2 separate regions of the Capra hircus genome follow, and region 1 is linked to region 2. A link is a contact called in public Hi-C data. All regions are on one chromosome and are shown on one strand. The core of a region is the stretch at or near the end of the contact, and the rest is flanking DNA. Distances in the headings are between cores, read along the strand shown.

Region 1 (3,633 bases), core at 680-3,179, 77 kb after region 2:
TATGGGATGGATAAACAACGAGGCCCTACTGTGCGGCACAGGAAGCGCATTCAATATCCTGAAATAAACCATAATGGTAAAGGAAAAGAAGTGATTTGTTAGGACAGGCGCGCCCTCTAGTGTCTTAATCTGGAAATCATTCTGCTGGTGAGGCGCCCAGCCATCTTGTACCAAGTCAGTTTGGATAATACTCTTTGAGAAGGAATGTAAGAAGATACGGGCCTCTTTATCCAGTGCATACCATGTGCCAGCTGCCCTCCTTACTGATCTCCGCAATGAGACGCTGACATAATCCCCATGTGAGAAAGGGAGATTACTCATCCCCAGACGAGAAAACTGAGGCTCAGAGACAGGAAGACACCTTCTGAAGGTCACACAGTGGGGAAGGCTGGATTCCAACCCAGCTCTGTCTGACTGACTCCAGTGCTCTACTCTCCACTGGATTCCTAGAAGTGGGAGGCCGTGCACAGCCAAAACCCTTAAGGAGAATCTGGCCCAATACTCCAGTTTGGTGGTTTAGTTGCTAAGAGGCGTCCGACTCTTTGTGACCCTGTGGACTGTAGCCCACCAGGCTCCTCTGTCCATGGGATTCTCCAGGCAAGGACACTGGGGAATACAGTGGGCAAGAACACAGTGGGCTGCCATGCCTTCCTCCAGGCAATTTTCCCAACACGGGGGTGAGACTCTCGACTCCTTCCTTGCCTGCATTGCAGGTGATTCTTTACCAACTGAGCCAGAGTGTTGTTGGTATACTAACAGAGAAACTGAGGCACAGAGAGGGCAGGCAACTGCCCCAGGGTCACACAGAAGCCACGCCCCAGCTCCTGGCTCCCGGAAGGGTTCTGCCCACATGCCCACCCCTCCAGACATCCACCCTGCATTTATCATTCCTTCTGGCAGTCACAGGATTGCCACGTCCCTCCTGATGGCTCTAATCCCTGGAATGTCTGAGACCCGGCGGTGGCTCCTTTGGGACAGTGCGGACTGCCAGCCTGAGAGACCAGCCTTCTGAGAGCAGGGAACCCAGTTCCCTTCAGCCCTTCAGCGTGATGTTCTCAGTGGCCTGGGTCAGTGGCTGGGGCCCACGGAGGGCCAGGGAGTGGCCTTCCAAGCCTGGGGACCCACCAGCATCTGAGAGCAGAGTTCTCTTTTCACTTTATGTCAAGGATTCTGCAGACGGGAGGGTGGAGGGGGGCTGAGGTGGTGAGCGGTCCTGCCCAGGAGGGGCGTTAACAGGTAGAGAAGCGCTGCAAGTTTTCACAGTGAGAGAGGTGCCACGGGGAGCTGGCCGTGGGCCAGCTGAATTCTCACAAACCCTGCTGTGGAAGTTATTAGCAGGGCCTCCTGTAGCTTAAAAGGCTCTGAGTACGTCTCCCTGGGGGCTCAAAAGTGCTGGGAAACACCTAAGGGGCTAAAGAATTTCCCGACGTGGGCTTGGCGTGATCACCCTCCTAGGAGGCCTTTTCAAATTCCCTTCAAAGCATCTCAACAACCTTCAGACACAGGCAGGGCAGGAATTATCTTCCATTGTATGGATGGGCAAAGAGAGGTTGGGGAAAGAATGGGGAACGTCTAACAGACACTTCAAACTCAGCAAGTCCAAAGCCGAATCCTGATCTGCCCCCAAGACCCCTTCCCCTGCGGTTTTCCACCCGCTCCTGGCTGCCAGGCCCCAAATGCTCAGTGTCTGTGTGACTCTCTCTCTTTCCCCGACCCATGCCCAGTCCGCCAGCAGATGCCACAGTGCGACTTTCAGAGGAGATCCAGACTCTGTCCGCTTCTCGCCACCTCCGCCGCCACCCTGGGCTGAGGCACCATCAGCTCCCACCTGGACAGCTGCAGAGGCTCCTCACCGGTCTCCCCGAGTCTACGGCGGCCTGTGCCCCTCCCACCCCACGTGACTCCCTCCCCCAGCTTCAGAGCACAAGGCGAAGACTTCCGAGTGGCTGCCAGGCCCTGCATGACCCTGACAGCGCCTATCACCTCACTCACTCTCTGCTGCAGCCTCCTTCCAGTTCCAGAGAACGGCCTGTGCACACACAGACCTCAGGGGCTTTGCTCTGGCTGCTAGCTCTCCCCTAAGCTCCCCGGACCTGCTCCCTCCCCTCTTGCGAAGTCTCAGTTCAAAAGTAGCCTTCTGAGGGTGCGCCCACCCATCCACGCCCCCTGAGTGTCCCCCGAGTGCTTCCTTCCTTCCTTCCCAGCTGCCCCACCTCCTGACTTACTATACAGGATTCCTGTGTCCCAGGCCCCACTAGAACATTAGTCCCCGAGGCAGGGATCTGCCTGACTCACTGACTGTCCCAAACACTGAGAACTGAACTGAACTGAGGACCCATCAGCTGTCCACATCGGCATCAGCTGCCAACATTGCCTCAAGCAATGCCTGAATTGCTTGGGTCTGCGGCTCAGACGGTAAAGCGTCTGCCTAAAATCCAGGAGACCCGGGTTCGATCCCTGGGTCGGGAAGATCTCCTGGAGAAGGAAATGGCAACCCACTCCAGTATGCTTGCCTGGAAAATTCCATGGACGGAGGAGACTGGTAGGCTACAGTCCATGGGGTCGCAAAGAGTCGGACACGACTGAGCGACTTCAATGTCAATGCAAGGGAGACATCATTTTCATTCCCACTCTACAGATGGCAAAACTGGCTTTCTGAGAGGTCAGGAGACTTGCTCGAAGCTCCCCCACACCCCATTAGCAAGCAGCTCGACGGGGACCAGAAGCCAGGAGGGCCTGACCCCAGCTCTCCGCCCTGCCACTGGGTCTACAGGGCACCCTCGGCTGGAGTCTCGTGACGCTGGGTCCAAGCCTCCGACTCCAGAGGCACAAAAATAGCCGGTTCTCCTATTTCAGCCACAGACGCTGCAGAGCCAGGCCAGACCCTGGGCACAGAGCGAGGCCGCCAGTGTCTGAGACACAGGGGCTGGGAGTGAAAATAACAGCTGGGGTGACGGTGACAGGGCAGGCATGTGCAGAGTCCAGGTGCCCCAGTGACCCCCCACAGCCATCCAGCCCTCAGCACAGCTTCCACAAGCACTGTCTACTGAGCACCGACTCTAAGCCGGGCACCGTACCGGGGGGTGGGGGGAAGATGGGCATCCTTCCTGCCTGAGGGCAGCCGTGAGCGTAACCAAGCACGTCAGCTTTGATGCCAGACTTCCCAAGTTCAAAGCCCGGCTCCACCCGCTGCCAGCTGGTCCGTATCAGGTGGGCACTCAACCATGCCCCAGACCTCCAGGCTTCTCATCGGAAACACTCGCCTCTCAAGGCTGCTTCGAGGATTAACTGCGAGGCCACACGGACGAGTGCTTGGAGGCAAGAGGGGAACTCAGGTCACTGTCTCGTGACTGGTATTATTATTCCTGGAGGTGACGACGGGCTGAGTGGGACACGGCTGAGTAATCAGGCATCGAGGAGGCCCCAGGGAGAGAACGGCAAGGCTAACCACATTTAGACGTTTGGACATTTTCCCCATCAAAAAAAATTTAAAAAAAATCTGGTTGAATGGGGAGAGATGAAGCTCACCAAGCACCCTGGAAAACAAAGCGGGTTCCCCATCACTGCATGCGGATGGAGCCACTGGACCAAGACCCCGGCAAGGAGGCACCTGAAAGGGACCCACCACCAACA
Region 2 (4,026 bases), core at 1,493-3,992:
GTCAGTTCAATTCCTAGTTGTGTGACCTCAAGCAGGGGACTTACCCTCTCCGAGCTGAGGTGGCCCTATTTGTAAAAATGGAATGATACTAGTATCCCCTTCCTAGAGGGGCTGCAAGACTTCAGGGAGCCCAGGCAGGGACAGCCCTGGTTCCAGCAGCATCTGAGTCAGGCTCACGGCCAAGAGCTGTTCCTACAGGGGGCGTCTCTTTGCCCGGCCGGCTCAGGTCCTGGTGTGAAATGTTGGATTCTTCCTCTCAGGTCCACTTTGGAGAAATTCTGTCACCCAGGGCCTTTTAAGTTAGCAATGATGAGCTAATTTCAGTGACTCATTTCCCAGAACTGGTAAGTGACAGACACCCCAGTAGGCTGTTGATGTCTGCAAAGCTGTTTCCCAAACCGGCCACGAGGATGTCCAGTGCGGGGGCTGGTCGGGGGTGGGGATAGCTAGGGAGAGACGAAAATCATAAAGAATCTGCCCTTGCTAAGAGGAGAGCATGTACCTCCGGTGGTCACCAAACAGAGCCCGTTTCTCAGACTCAGAGGAAGTGGGAGGGAGCCACAGCGATGCAGGGGCTGGCTTGAGGGGGACCTGGTTCCATTTCCCTGGGGCCCCCCTTACAGCCTCAGACTGGTGCAGAACATCCTGAGTCATTAAAAAAAAAAGGAGAGAGAGGAGTGTTTCCAGCACTGCTCCCAGCTACCGACTCACATCGATAAAGGGGAAGTCGTCCACCTTCTTTGCGGGGCAGGCGTCTGGCGGGGGCAGCCCCTCCATCCCGTCAGTGGATTCCAGGTCCGTGCTGGATTGGTCCACGCTGGTGCTGCGCTGCTCCCTGGAACAGTCGTGCTGGTCCCCAGCCGAGGTGACCTCCGTCTGGGAGGACAGCGAGGACAGGCGGCTGCTGGGGGGCTGCTTCCAAGCCGAGGTGGCACTGCTGTCCGGGGACGGGGACTCGGGGGCCAAGCTACGAGAATGGAAGGGAGCGAGGGAGGCGTGGTCAGGCAGGTTGCTTCTGAGACCTGAATGTCAAGGAAGGGATTCGGCAGAAGGCAGGATGTGGGCTGTGCTTTGTATGCCAGGAAATAAGAGACAGATCATCCCAGTGAGGAGAACCATCCTGGGCCCAGCCAGGTGCTGTCCACGGTTCCTCTGGAACACCTGGACAGGTGCAGAATGGGAAGAGCCACTCCCCCACTCGAGATCCTCTAACTCTGTGCTGCCCAGTAGGGGAGCCGAGGGTCACCTGTGGCCGCTGGGCCCTTGTAATGGGGCGAGTGAGGGCTGAGCTGGGCCAAGGGTAGAGACTACACGCTGACTCCTAACACTTGGAGTGAAAAAAAATAAACAAGTAAAATACCACAGTGATAACTTTACAGTGATTGCATGTTACAAGGGCAGTATTTATAAAGGGTCTATTGGGCTCAGTGGGGCTTCCCAGGTGGCGCTAGCCGGACTGCCAATGCAGGAGGCTCGAGAGACGTGGGCTGGTTCCCTGGGTGGGAAAGACCCCTGCAGAAGCACGCAGCAACCCACTCCAGTATTCTCATCCAGAGAATCCCACGGAGAGAGGAGCCTGGCAGGCTCTGGTCCATACGCTGCACAGAGTCAGACATGACTGAAGCGATTTAGCACACACTGGGTATTGGGTTCCACAGAATATACTGTTAAAATTAATTGTGCCAGGATTTCCCTGGAGGTCCAGTGGTTAAGACTTCGACTTCCAGTGCAAGGAGTGAAGAAGGTTCGACCCCTGGTTGGGGAGCTAAGATTCTGCATGCTGCATGGCCAAAACAAACAAACAAACCAACCAACCACAGAAGCGATATTGTGACTAATTCAATCAAGACTTTAAAAAATTGCCTTTAAAAAAAAGGAAGAAGACTTTTAAAAAAGGGGAAAAAATCTTAAAGAAATTAATTTCGCCCGTTTTCCTTCTACTGTGCTGATGCGGCCCCTGGAACGCTGCGGCTGCGCGCGCGTCTTGGGTGCGCAGCTTGCGGGGCATTTCCGCCGGGCAGCGCTGACGGCGATGAGACCGTCACCGGCCATCACCTGTGGTGGAGCGGGAGTTGGGGATATCCTACATTGCTTCACTCACTCACTCACTCACTCGACCAAGATTTACCAAGCGCCTACTATGTGCCAGGCCCTGTGCTGAAAAGCTGTATCTTTGCATCCTCCCCACAGGATAGGATTAACCTCACGAAATTAAACAACCTTGCGAAAGATGAGGAAGCCGAGGCAGAAAGACATGAAGAGCCTTGCCCAAAGGGGCGGACCTGACCCCAGAATCCAGATCCATGACTCTCTCTCTCCTCCTGTAATTTCTGCCCACGATAATGTATTCCGAGTACCACTCGGATAATTGGAACCACAAAAGACAGAAGATTTATAAATAAATCAAGCCATTAAAATTAAATAGGCTCCCTGCTCCTCTCTTAAAAAGACCCCAAAGTCAAGAGCAGAGGAAAGCCTTATCCTAAGGAAGGGGGGACCAGCACGCCAGACAACACGTCCCTGATCAGAGGGTCTGCCCCAAAAGACCGCCGAACTTCACCCTTGGGCAGAGCTGTCAACCCAGGTGTGCTGGTGTCTCAACTCAGGGAGTACAGCCTGCTTTTTGTCAGCTCTGAACGGATTTCGTTACTTGGAATAAGCAGGACATTGGGGCGTGGGGCGGCATTGAGGCGGATCCACAAAAAATGAGGGAAATACCACCGAGCGGACAGCAGGTGGCGCTGCTGCCCAGGGCTGGGAGTAAAGCCGCGCCTGGGCCCTTTCTGGGAGGAGAAGCTGCGGTACCTCTGAGAGAAGGGAGGGGGCGAGCGATACCAGGACACGGGAGCGGGGGCGGGGACGCGGGCAGGTGGAGATGCCAGTGGCGGGGTTTCCCCTTCTCCCTGGAAGAGCTGGGAGGATAGAGGCCCAGAGGAGAGGGGCCTCCCAGGGTGAGACAAAGCAAAACCAGGACCCAGGCTTCCAGACTCCTGCAGGAACATTCTAGTGAAATTTAAGTAAGCTCATTAACTAACCGTATATCACAGCTTAGGAAAGAAAACGAAACGCCCTTCATGTGTACCATTAGAAACCTGCGCTTCCCTTTTTCTTTTCTTGTGTGCTTACTCACTCAGTCGTGTCCGACCCTCTGTGACCTCATGGACTATAGCCGGCCAGGCTCCTCTGTCCTTGGGGATTCTCCAGGCAACTGGAGTGGGTTGCCATGCCCTCCTCCAGGGGATCTTCCCAAGCCAGGGATCGAACCCAGGTCTCCTGCATTGCAGGCAGATTCTTTACTCTTTGAGCCACCAGGGAACCCCATGAATACTGGAGTGAGAGCCTATCCCTTCTCCAGAGGAACTTCCTGGCACAGGAATCAAACCAGGATCTCCTGTGTTGCAGGCAGATTCTTTACCAGCTGAGCTACCAGAGAAGCCCACCCATTTCTAATTCACTCACCTCCCCCCAGCTTGGGTACCGACCACAGCTATGGGACATAAGTCAGTGGAGGGGTGTGGCCACTCCTGACTCGGGTAGGGGGCAGGGGAAGGAGCTGGGAGACCTGGGTCTGAGTCCAGCTCAGCCATGGACACACCATATCCGGGTCTGAGTCCATCTTAGCCATGGACACGCCATATCCCTGGGCACAATACCCACAGATGAGGAAACTGAGACACACAGAGACACAGCCAGTAAGTGGCCACACTGGGGTTGACCCAGATCTCCCTGGCTTTAAAATGCCATGCGATCCTGTAGCCCTTGGGTGGGGAAGGTGAACTGAGAACATGGCAAGCCCACCCTCGGTGTCCACAGAGCTGCTACTGCGTTTGATCCCGCCCCAGGGCAAGAAGAAAAACTGCATATTTAAAACAAAGAACCGGTACGATGAACAAATGCAAAGTATCAAACTCCTACTCCTACGACTAAGTGCTGGGAAATACGCCCACTGTGAACACAAGTTACCCTCCTGCCCACCCCAAGTGTCAGTCTTCGTCTCTGCCAGGTGGGACCACAGACTTAAATGCT

The links. A called contact is a pair of places that touch in the nucleus more often than the background predicts.
Region 1: a Hi-C map of blood shows a contact between it and region 2, with 3 times the contacts expected there. The contact joins two enhancer-like sites. A contact is called at or near these places in 2 of 5 Hi-C or Micro-C datasets (both in blood).

The regions. Positions count from the first base shown.
Region 1 is chr17:5,879,757-5,883,389 of ARS1.2, forward strand. All of the region lies in intron 5 of KIAA1671, which reads right to left. Among named protein-coding and RNA genes, the nearest start is that of KIAA1671, 43 kb to the right of the region's middle. Within about 2 kb of position 1,930, at least 3 of the 5 cell types and tissues checked have an H3K27ac peak or open chromatin away from gene starts, as enhancers often do.
Region 2 is chr17:5,802,424-5,806,449 of ARS1.2, forward strand. It overlaps KIAA1671, which reads right to left. Exons shown (of 12, transcript XM_018061072.1): 7 at 712-967. Among named protein-coding and RNA genes, the nearest start is that of CRYBB3, 16 kb to the left of the region's middle. Within about 2 kb of position 2,743, at least 3 of the 5 cell types and tissues checked have an H3K27ac peak or open chromatin away from gene starts, as enhancers often do.